2 separate regions of the Lactuca sativa genome follow, and region 1 is linked to region 2. A link is a contact called in public Hi-C data. All regions are on one chromosome and are shown on one strand. Each heading gives the region's core, a stretch centred on a gene start, on an enhancer-like site or on the middle of the called end of the contact. The rest is flanking DNA. Distances are from core to core; before and after follow the strand shown. Region 1 holds the start of LOC111889385 (probable mediator of RNA polymerase II transcription subunit 26b). Region 2 holds the start of LOC111889440 (proteasome subunit alpha type-3).

Region 1 (5,492 bases), core at 2,707-5,206, 200 kb after region 2:
CCTGAAAACGTACTCTCTGTGTCCCCAAACCTCAGAACTCGACCCCCTTGCTCTTCCTTTGGCCAAAATCCTTCCTCTTCTTGCACCACAATTCCTTCAAAGTCAATAATGGCCTTCAAGTTTGCTCTAGATGCCACAGTCGTTTAGGGTTCTCCACAATCGGCCAAAAGACGTGAAATGACGACATAACAACCCTTATATACGACCCAATACGAAACGGCTAGGGTTTCCGCTGAACAGCGTCGACTCGCCGAGTCCATATCTGGACTCGTCGAGTCCAGTCGTGAACCCGCGACCAAACCTGCGACCCTACTCGGCGAGTCTGGCTCCGACTCGTCGAGTCTCCCCTTTAAAACACCCCCAAAATGCAATTTAACAATACTTGAGATTTTGGGCTGTTACAATTGTTTTATGCTGTTTCCCGCTAGTGAACTAGATTATACTAAATTGTGAGGCGCTACTTCAATATTGCACCCTTAGGTGTACAGGGATAAATCCTTTTAGTATAACCAGAGTCACTGGGAGGGAGAGCGTGAGATTTGTGAATAGATCTATTCGGTACTGACAATCCTACACCAGAACTGCTAGCTACAGTTAGGCAGGCATGCCTGTGGTGAACAAATGTCATTTAGCTTAACGCCTGAAGAACATTATAAAGGTCTCTCGGTCATATCAAGTATGGTTATACGACTCGTAAATAAGTATAAACTAACTTTGGTTTACAGACTCTAATCTTCATTGTTTTATCTTGAGTAATAAAACTATTTTCATAAATACACTGATAGTAATCAGGGATTTCTAAACTTGCATCTCTACCTCTAGGACGGATAACCTATTTTTAGGGAAAATATAGGATTTTCCCGGGATAACTCGACTTTTCATTAAAGTATTTGTTTTTACATGTAACTAACGGATATTCATATAAATTCCATGACTCCTTGGATTGTACATACCTTGTATGAATTGGGAAGTCATGGAAGGAATGAGTTTTCAAACACGCTTTTCTTAAGAAAATATAGGATTTTCTTGAGGAACACTTTTCAAAAGGATCAAAGAAACATTTTCCACCAAAACTAAATGCTTATGAACTCACCAGCTTTATGCTGATATTCTTTCAAAATTGCTTGTATTCTCAGGGGATTAGTAGACAAGTACTTTCAGGAGATTGGAGAAGTCGGAGCGTTAGAATCACGTCTTTCTATTTTACTTTGGATATGAACAAAACTATGTACTAAGACAATTTAAACCTTGTTCATATATGTATTCAATGTTTGGTTGTGTTTACTATGCTTGCTATGATACAATTATTGTGATACTACACATGACGTCCTCCGCCCCCGAACGTTTCCACCGTTCCGGTTTGGGGGTGTGACAAGGAAGGGCATGGATTTTCGTTCGGGGTCTGAGCAACAGCTTGCATTCGAGACACTAAGATAGAAGTTATGTGAGGCCCTGATATTGACCCTTCCTTAGGGTCTTGAGGACTTTGTTGTTTATTGTGATGCTTCCATCACTGGTCTTGGGGCAATTCTTATGCAATGAGGGAGGGTTATTGAGTATGCTTCTAGGCAGCTGAAGCCACATGAGGTTCGGTATCCGACACATGATTTGGAGTTGGGAGCGATGGTGTCTGCTCTCAAGATTTGGTGACATTATTTGTATGGGGTCTGGTGTACCATCTACACAGATCATAAGAGTTTGAGATATCTCACGGATCAACCGAATCTGAACATGAGACAATGTAGGTGGCTTGATGTAGTCAAGGATTATGACTACACAATTTTGTACCACCAGGGGGAGGGTTGTTAATCGGGTTTCGGGTTAAACATGTCGGGTTAGTCGGGTTTTCACAAAGAATAATTTAACCCGACACCCAATCCTATTAAGGAATGGGTTGGTCGAGTTCGGGTTAATCGGGTTTCAGGTTAATCGGGTTTCGGGTTAATAGGGTAGGGTTAGCCGGCTTAATACATTAAACACTTAATTTTAAACATAATATATATGGTTTTTTCAAGAGTGCAATTTGATATAAACCCAAACCATTTTTTTACTCTTTTCTTAACGTCAAGAATGCATACAAACTGAATTAAAAATAAAAAATCATAGACCTCATGGTTATTACAATATACGAGAAAACATGCATACCACAATAGCTAAAAGAGTTCTTTCATTATAAATATTAAATAGATAAACTTTCAGTCTCTAGTTAACGATCAACACCATGTAGTTTATTCATGTTTATAGTTAGTTTAAAATAGAAATAACTATCAAAATAAAATCTTTACTTTCTCGGTCACTCCAGTACTTTTGAGATGTAAAGGTTTTATATCTTTTTGGACTTCAACTTCACAAACAGGAGTTACTTGACCATCGTATGCTTCTAGAGTCATAAAAACTTACATTTTCAAAGGGTTTTAGTCTTTTTATACTGTTTAAGTAGAGAGCAGTGAAATATATAAAAGTTGTGAATTCTTATCCGGGCTGACCCGAAACCCGATTTTTTTTTTCTTGTTTTTTTTTGTTGTAAAATTCAACCCTAAACTCGACCCCAACTACAAATCGAGTTTGTCGGGTTAACCCGAATAACTTGATTTGGAATTCTAACCCTACTGAACCCGACTCTAATTACCTTCTTCGGGTAAGGGTCGGGTTGAATTAATTTATGACTTTAGCCGATATTCAACCGATCTCTTCATGTTATTTTGACGCTAATAGCGTTATTAATAATAAAAAATTTAAAAAATATATATCAAGAAGGGCAAAATAGTATTTTTAAGATAAGCAGGGACTAACGACGCAACAAAACAAAACAATAAAGATTGTCAAGTTAAAAAGAGTTGTTAGAGACCAAACATATAGATTACTCCAAACTATAGAGACCATTCGTGTAATTTACCCTAAAATATTTAATAATGATATGAGTAATTTAATTAATTAATTATTTTTTTTTTCTAAAAATTGTCAATAATCATAAAGTATCAAAGTTAAAAATATTTTGTTTGAAAAAATAATAATAAGTAGATGATGTGACAAAACAGAAAAGAAGATCAACAAATGAAAGGCTTAAATAACCTCCAAATACTTTAGTGTTAAATATCTTAACCAATTTGACTTAAAGATAACGGTGTTCACATTAGAAATGTTCGATCGAATATACCATTTTTACAAAATATATTAATCTAAAAAAACATTGAAAAACAACATCATGATTTTTTGCCAACTAAATGAAAAATGTATAAAATAATTTTAATATTAAGAATGTCGACTATTAAAAAAGTAATGTCACAAATTGATGAAACTTTTTACAGAAAAATATAACTTTTTATATGTTATTTTCTAAAAGAAGCTATTAGATGATATGAATGATGAATATGTCATTTTCGTGAATAAGTTAAAATAGTATAATAGTATCCGAAATCATTTTTTTTGGTATAAAGTAGCGGCGAACATTTAGATCGAATCGGATTAGACCGGGTCTTAGATCGAACCGGTTTGGAAAAAATTGGTGGACCATGGATCGGACCTATTGAGTATTTAGACCAAACTAGACCGATTTTTGGACCGAACCGTTTTTGTAGAAATTAATGGATCTTGAACTGAAACGGTTCAGACTGGTTCAGAGCCTGTCTAGATGTCCAAATGCTCAGCCTAATAAAGTAACTACATTATAATACGAAGAGTAATTTAATTGCTTCTTATTTTTTATGCCTACAAATGTCCTACCCAATGAGATTATGAAAAATATCATCATTTTAAAAATTTTTAACTAACTTATTAAGTTTATATTATGAATATATTAAATTAAATGATGAGTTGTCATAATTTTAATGGATATGAATAATTATAAAAATAAAAAATAGGAGATATCTAATACTAAATATAATATTATTTATTGACGCTCAAATAAAAATAAAAGAAATATAAAAACCGTGGGTTTTGTAGTTTATCGACTCTGCCGAATAGTCTGAGATAGACACGAAGCAAAAAGGGGAAGTCTTTAAGTGGTGAAAAGTGAAATCTGAGAGGGGATTCTCCTTTTCACACACTGCGTTGCGTACACCTGCTTCATATTCCCTCCACTTGAGCTCGGTGAATCAAAGAATTCCCTCCTCTAGAACCAGAATATCTATGTTAATATTCTTAATCGCAACTATTTCGATTTTGATCGTCGATTTCGGATTCTATAATCCATCTTTCATTGATTATTTTTTAAACCCTATTTGGGTTTCTCATAAAGTTCTCTTTTCCCAACAAGAACGACAGAAATTAGCACCCAATTTGATATATTAGGAGTTATTCTATTCAGTTTCTGTTTTCTTTTGTTAATCTAACTGTAGAGATCTTTCCATCGTGCACATATCTTGTAAGGTTTTGTTGGATTTCTTTCATTTATTTGCACAAATTCTCCCAAATTTGCTGATAAATTAAGGTTTTATGTTTATGGGCGTCAACGAGATCGGTTAGTCGATTTTTGGTTTCTGGGTTTTAATCTTTAATATTGTATAGTTATCTGATCTGGGTGGGTTTCGTTTTGAGTTTGGTGGGGACGTTTGTTGCTATGTCGGTCCCAAAATCTGCTGCACGGATGGATTACTGGAGGGAGTATTTTGGTAGCGCTAATGCGAATATATTCGATATCATTGAAGGAGCGATCATGATGGCTGCTTCTGATTATCCAAACGAGTTTAGGATTAGGAGAGATTCGATTGCTCAGACTTTGTTCTCCTGTAGATTAATCAAATGCTCTGGTTGTGATAAAGAGGAATTAGCCTTGCCTGTAGATGATAATGCTGATGACGATGACGATGACGATGATGCTGGTGATGATGACGGAGATGAAGGGGTTAAGTATAAGAGTAAATTAACAGATGTTGATGGGAACTGGAGTAAAGAGAGCAGCAAGGTGATAAATAGTTCTAGAAACGATGATGATGATGATGAAGAAGAGGAAGAAGAAGAAGATGATGATGATGATCATCATCGTCGTGATGTAGAGGTTAATGAAATGAACCATCATGTTAGCAATTACAGCTATGGAGATGCAGAAGCTCTTACCGATGAAATTGAAGAAGAATCCCAGATGTTTGATGAGGTTATGAGGATTAAAGAGATTGTTGACAACAGCCCAGATGAGGTTTTTTTCTTTATTACTTCACTAATTAAATGGAATTCAGTTCAATTACTTGTTAGTTTGAATAACTTAATGACTAACTTATTGTTTCTGATTTAATTCTGGTTGAAGAATGTTTGATCTTATTTCTTGTGCTTCTCAGTCTACATTCGACATATGTAATTCGTTAAGGAAGCTTCAATTGATGAATTTATCAGTAGAAACACTCAAGGTTTGGATATAATCTTTTACAGAATTATCCACCAATTCAACCCTTGAATTATCCTTCTCTTATGTTTGTTCAAATTATATTTCAGGCAACTGAGATTGGAAAATCCGTTAATGTTCTTCGAAAGCATGCATCAAAGGATGTTCGCCAAAT
Region 2 (5,208 bases), core at 2,304-4,803:
CTGCTTCTTTTTTAGCTTTATGATTTTGCCTCATCACCTTTCGTATTCTCCTATCCTATAAAAACATAACATGTGAACTCTTTAATCCATAATTTTTTTTTTAAACATCAGTAAAATAAAACACATGTCCCTTTTTGACAAAACTTCAATCTAAATTCCTAGGTTACTTTTTATGAGGAAAAGTGGTAGTGTTATGGGTGACCATGAATCTGTAGGGTATTTAGGTCAGAGATTCTGATACATTTGAAACATACTGTTTGAACATCTACTTCTCTTCCCATTTAGGTAGACTTTGAAGAGTCTCCTGTAATCGCAAATATGAAATGAAAAGGGCAGAATAGTCAAAATTTGTATTTGCTATATACTAAATGATCTAGAAAAGACAGTGAATTACTAATAAGAAGTGTACAAAGTGAGCATACATTTCACCTGAAAAGGGTGACTGTTTGACTCTTCCAATGCATGCATCAATTAGCTCCAACATTCAAGAAGTAACTTTAACAAATCAATTGAGAAAGCTACAGTATATTAAGTGTTAAAGGTAAATACACGTTGTTAATAATACCAACAAAAAAGTATCAACTATTTCTTGACTCCATATTTATAAACATGAAAAAGAAAGGTTTGAATAGAACAGATATTAAACGGTAAAAACAAAATATCAAAAAGTAAAAAGGAAAAAAATTAAAAGAATTGATAAACAGCAAAATTTCAAGATTTGCAAAAGTTATATGTGGTAAACCTAATGATTTTAGCAACTATAACTATATCAACATTAATCTCCATTAAAGTTCACCTGTTAAAACAACAACTCTGATAACAGCTCCAAGTCTCCACTTAGCCCACGTGTTTTTTGGTGCTGGATCATCTTCCTTTGCTTCTTTCTGTTTCAATACAGCCATTAGCTTAATCACTTCCTAAAATGACAAAAAAAACCCTATTGGAATGTGGAACAGAATTCAGAAAAATGATTTTAGGAAGACGAACTAACTAACCACTTCCATCTATCTGAGGTCAACCCATTTTAAAAAAAAAAAAAAATGAAGTTGAATGAAAGGATTAGAGAAACAATTGATAAACTTGGTTCAAGCATTCTATCAAGCAGTTGGAATGCAACATGAAACCTTTCTTTAAAATTTGAGAAAACTGTCAAATTTGATATTTCGATTGACAAAAAGGATGAAGAAGAAAAAAACCTTATTCATATAGAATAACAACACACCATAAGAAGTCAGTGTTTGCAGAAATAACGAAATCAGCAGAAGTGTTGATTACTAACCATCTCTAAGAAATTGATGTTAGGGCTTTCTTGGGCAACAACGATAGCAGCAGAACTGAAAAGACAATAACAAAATGAAGAAAGAATTAAAGATTAGGGCGGATTGGTGTAGAATGAAATGGGGACTACATATTTCGGTTGATTACTAAAGAAAGCACGGTTAATTACTGCAGAATATGGTGAAGTAAAGAAAAGAAGATTGATTAGTAACTATCTGTAAGAAATCGATGCTAACAAAAAAAACACAAAAGAAAACAAAACAATCATAGTATAGTCGTATACGAACCTCGATGAAGAGAAAATTTTGAATAGAACTTGTAAGAACCTTATAACAGATGTTGGACCAGAGAACGTGGAAGCCCAAATCAAACACCAAAACAAATTGTTTTTGTTATACGCGTCGTCGATAAAAGGTGTGCATGTCACCGATGTATCGGTGAAGACAGCGTTCGAGCACGTAGTCAACGGTGACGTCGTAGGCGAGTGTTGATCGGAACAGAGATAAAAGAAATTGTATTTTTCTTACTAAAACACTTCAATCGATCTAGGGCTTAAATCAGTAGAAACCCCTTCGTGTATTAGACGGATCTTCTGGCCTTTGACCGGTGGTTTGTTGGAAATTGAAGACGTGATCGAATAGAGAAAGACCAAAGCAAAATTGACGAAGTAATCGTCGCTACATCTGCTGTTGGGAGTTCTATGAAGGAACCGACTCCATTTGCCACAAAATGGAATAAAAGAGTAATACATGAGGCGGTGGAGGAACGAAATTGGATGATAGGGGCGGTGCGGTGCATGGTCGGTGGTTTCAAGGAACGGAAAATATAGTGAATGTCAAAAATATAAGAGTAAGGAAAGTAAATAGACCGACCTGTCAATCTGGAATAAACCAAGGACGATATTTGTCAAAAAACCATCACATTCACTGTAGCTAAGGTAGGAAAAATTTAATATATATATAATAACAATTTTTTTTCTAGTTTTTGAAAAATACAATTTATCTTGAATGCCTTGTTCAAAGAAAAATTCTCTACGTATATCCAAAATATCTATTTGGAGTTGTTTAAATAAATACTTATTCTATAATGCTCCATTCAAGATTTGATCTTCAGATTCAAGAGTTATGTTTTTTGTTTTTTCCATTTTTTTGAAAGAAAATATCCCCACTTTATGTCTGAAATGTCTTTCTTGAAGTGCTTAATGCCATTATTTTTAATAAAATGTCTGATTTAAGTAAAATATGATTTTTTTTCTTGAAATTCCAAATTTATTCATTTGATTTCAAACTTATTCTCGAAATCCGAAATTTCAGTCTAGAATCCACAATGTTGGTTTGAAATTTCGGAATGTTAATCAAAAATGTATTTTTTGTCAGAAAAAATATTTTCTATTGATTTGAAATGGCTATTTCAAACCAAATGATTATTTTTTTTTTCTAAAAACAAAATTTTCTAATTATTTTTTTCCGAATACGCCTTAAATTGTGGTTAGATCCCTTAATATCCTTTTCATCGTTATCATTATCACTAGGGATGACAAAAAAGCCCGAACCCAAAGGGGAAACTCGAAACCCAATCATTTCAGGTTGGGGAACGGGTCGTTATTGGGTTTTATATCGGGTTCGGGGCAGGAAGTGGGTTATCCTCACCCGATCCGCCCCACCCCGATTATATATATATATATATATATATATATATATATATATATATATATAATATGTTAGAATCCTTTTGATGTTAATTGCACATATTCAAAGATAAAATACTTACTGTGGACAATCTTTTTAATTATTAACAATTTGGTATGAATGATCATTTTTTATGTTTTGACGTATTACACTAAATTTAAATCAAATAATTTTTAAAATAACATCCTATTTATTTTATTAAAGTGATTCATCATATTTTTAATTTAAAGGGATGCTAGAACATATATTTTTATAAGACAATGGGGTCCCCTAAAACGGAATACAATTTCGTTACAGTAAACCAGATAAGATACCTGAAAGTCGACGAAAAAACCTGAAACCCGATGAAACGCCCCGATAAGATACCCAAAAGATATCGGGACAGGTTTGAAAAACATTGTGCCACCCCGAACCCGTCCCGTCGCCGTTCCTAATTATCATTGATGGTATTTTAGGGAAATTTTGTTGAGAAATATGAGGGGGCGAAACTACAATTAACCACTTGTTGAGGGTCTACTTTGTCGCATCTTGCTCATTTCTTTTCTTGAGACGAAAGACAACCAGCCCGCTTATAACTTTGCCCTTTTTCTTCACTTATTCCGAAACCCCAATCAAACGAGAAGCCAGTAAACAAAATCAGTAGTATCAAATTCGCCCTAGAAGAAGATGAGTAGCATAGGAACAGGTTACGATCTATCGGTTACAACCTTCTCACCGGACGGTAGGGTTTTTCAGATCGAGTACGCTGCTAAAGCTGTCGATAACAGCGGCACCGTCGTCGGCATCAAATGCAAAGATGGCATTGTTATTGTAATTTTTCTTTGTTCATTGTGAACTTCGAAATTTGAAGGTATGGTTGTTACTGCTTATTGACCGCGGATGATTTTTGAAATACAGGGAGTAGAGAAGCTGATTGCGTCGAAGATGATGTTGCCTGGATCTAATCGTAGAATCCACTCCGTGCATCGTCATTCTGGGATGGTAAATGGAAATTTGTTTTTGTTGCTATATCTGAAGGGTGTACTTTGTTGTGATATGACTGATTATGCAATTTGAAGGCGTTGAATGCTCAGTCATGGTCAATTCCATCTTATTTATGATATTGAAATCCTTATAATAAGCAAGTAAAAGTATTGAGAAGTTATCCATCACTCTAGTCTTTTGTGAGTGCTTTATTATCTGCTGAATATATGCTTCCGTTGGTGTTACCCTGTACAGGGTGTAGCCGGATTAGCTGCAGACGGGAGACAGATTGTTGCAAGAGCCAAATCTGAAGCCCAAAACTATGAAAGGTTTTCTCACATTCCATTTTATTTACTTTTATGCCTTCCTTTTTATCACATCCTTAAGGTAGCAAGATGCCATTAGTTAGGTTTTTAATAAATATTGCATAATGTTATGAGTTTATAGGAATAGATATGTTCTTGAGCATTATTGGCCTTTTAAGCTCTTTGGTGCCTAAAGTGAGATCATGTATATATGGAGTTTGTATGAATAGAAGCATCCGTTCTTCTTGACAATGACAGTCATCTATTGCAGACAACAAATCTTTTTTAAGGAACATCTACAAGAAATCGTGTAATCATTTTCTGTTAGCTTGACCTATCTGAATATTTAAGGTTTTATTGTTCCAAATTATGGCCACTGTCTTCCCTAAAACTAAACTAAACAATCAGCAATGATCTCCAGCCTCTATATTAATAGCTACATGTCATAAACTATCTTCATAAGGGCAGTCATACATTACACTTTGAATTTATTCTTGTAATAATTCTAGCCTCTTAGAAGCAAATACACATTTATTTTTCAGATAAAAAACATCATGACTTACAATATCAAAGTTTTGTGCATTTTGCAGTACTTATGGCGAACCAATTCCAGTTAAAGAACTTGCTGAGCGTGTTGCTAGCTATGTGCATCTATGCACACTTTATTGGTGGCTCAGGTTTGTAGAACATAAATATTGTATCACTTCCAAATTTGAAAACACCTACATCTTTATCTTTATATTATTATATACTAAGAGCAGTATTTGTGCTACAGACCTTTTGGATCTGGGGTGATTCTTGGAGGTTATGACCGTGATGGCCCACAGTTATATATGGTTGAACCTTCCGGTGTTTCCTATGTAAGTTACCATTCTATTTTTAGAAATAGTGATGATGATGCCAAAACAATATATTAAAATAATGGTATTTTGTGACTACGCAATGATAGTAATCTTTTTAAAACAATGGTGTTT

The links. Hi-C and Micro-C count contacts between places; a contact is called where the count stands out from the background.
Region 1: a contact with region 2 is called in a Hi-C map of leaf, with 5 times the contacts expected there. The contact joins the promoter of LOC111889385 here to the promoter of LOC111889440 in region 2. A contact is called at or near these places in 3 of 4 Hi-C or Micro-C datasets (leaf and seed).

The regions. Positions count from the first base shown.
Region 1 is chr5:321,102,939-321,108,430 of Lsat_Salinas_v11, forward strand. It overlaps LOC111889385 (probable mediator of RNA polymerase II transcription subunit 26b), which reads left to right and starts at 3,957. Exons shown (of 9, transcript XM_023885527.3): 1 at 3,957-5,134; 2 at 5,274-5,342; 3 at 5,428-5,492. The coding sequence starts at 4,559.
Region 2 is chr5:320,908,313-320,913,520 of Lsat_Salinas_v11, forward strand. It overlaps LOC111889440 (proteasome subunit alpha type-3), which reads left to right and starts at 3,554. Exons shown (of 9, transcript XM_023885585.3): 1 at 3,554-3,776; 2 at 3,864-3,947; 3 at 4,185-4,258; 4 at 4,825-4,911; 5 at 5,010-5,094. The coding sequence starts at 3,633. LOC122194517 (a long non-coding RNA gene) reads right to left here and starts at 2,126. Exons shown (of 8, transcript XR_008223439.1): 1 at 1,566-2,126; 2 at 1,280-1,334; 3 at 797-884; 4 at 430-518; 5 at 168-304; 6 at 1-55.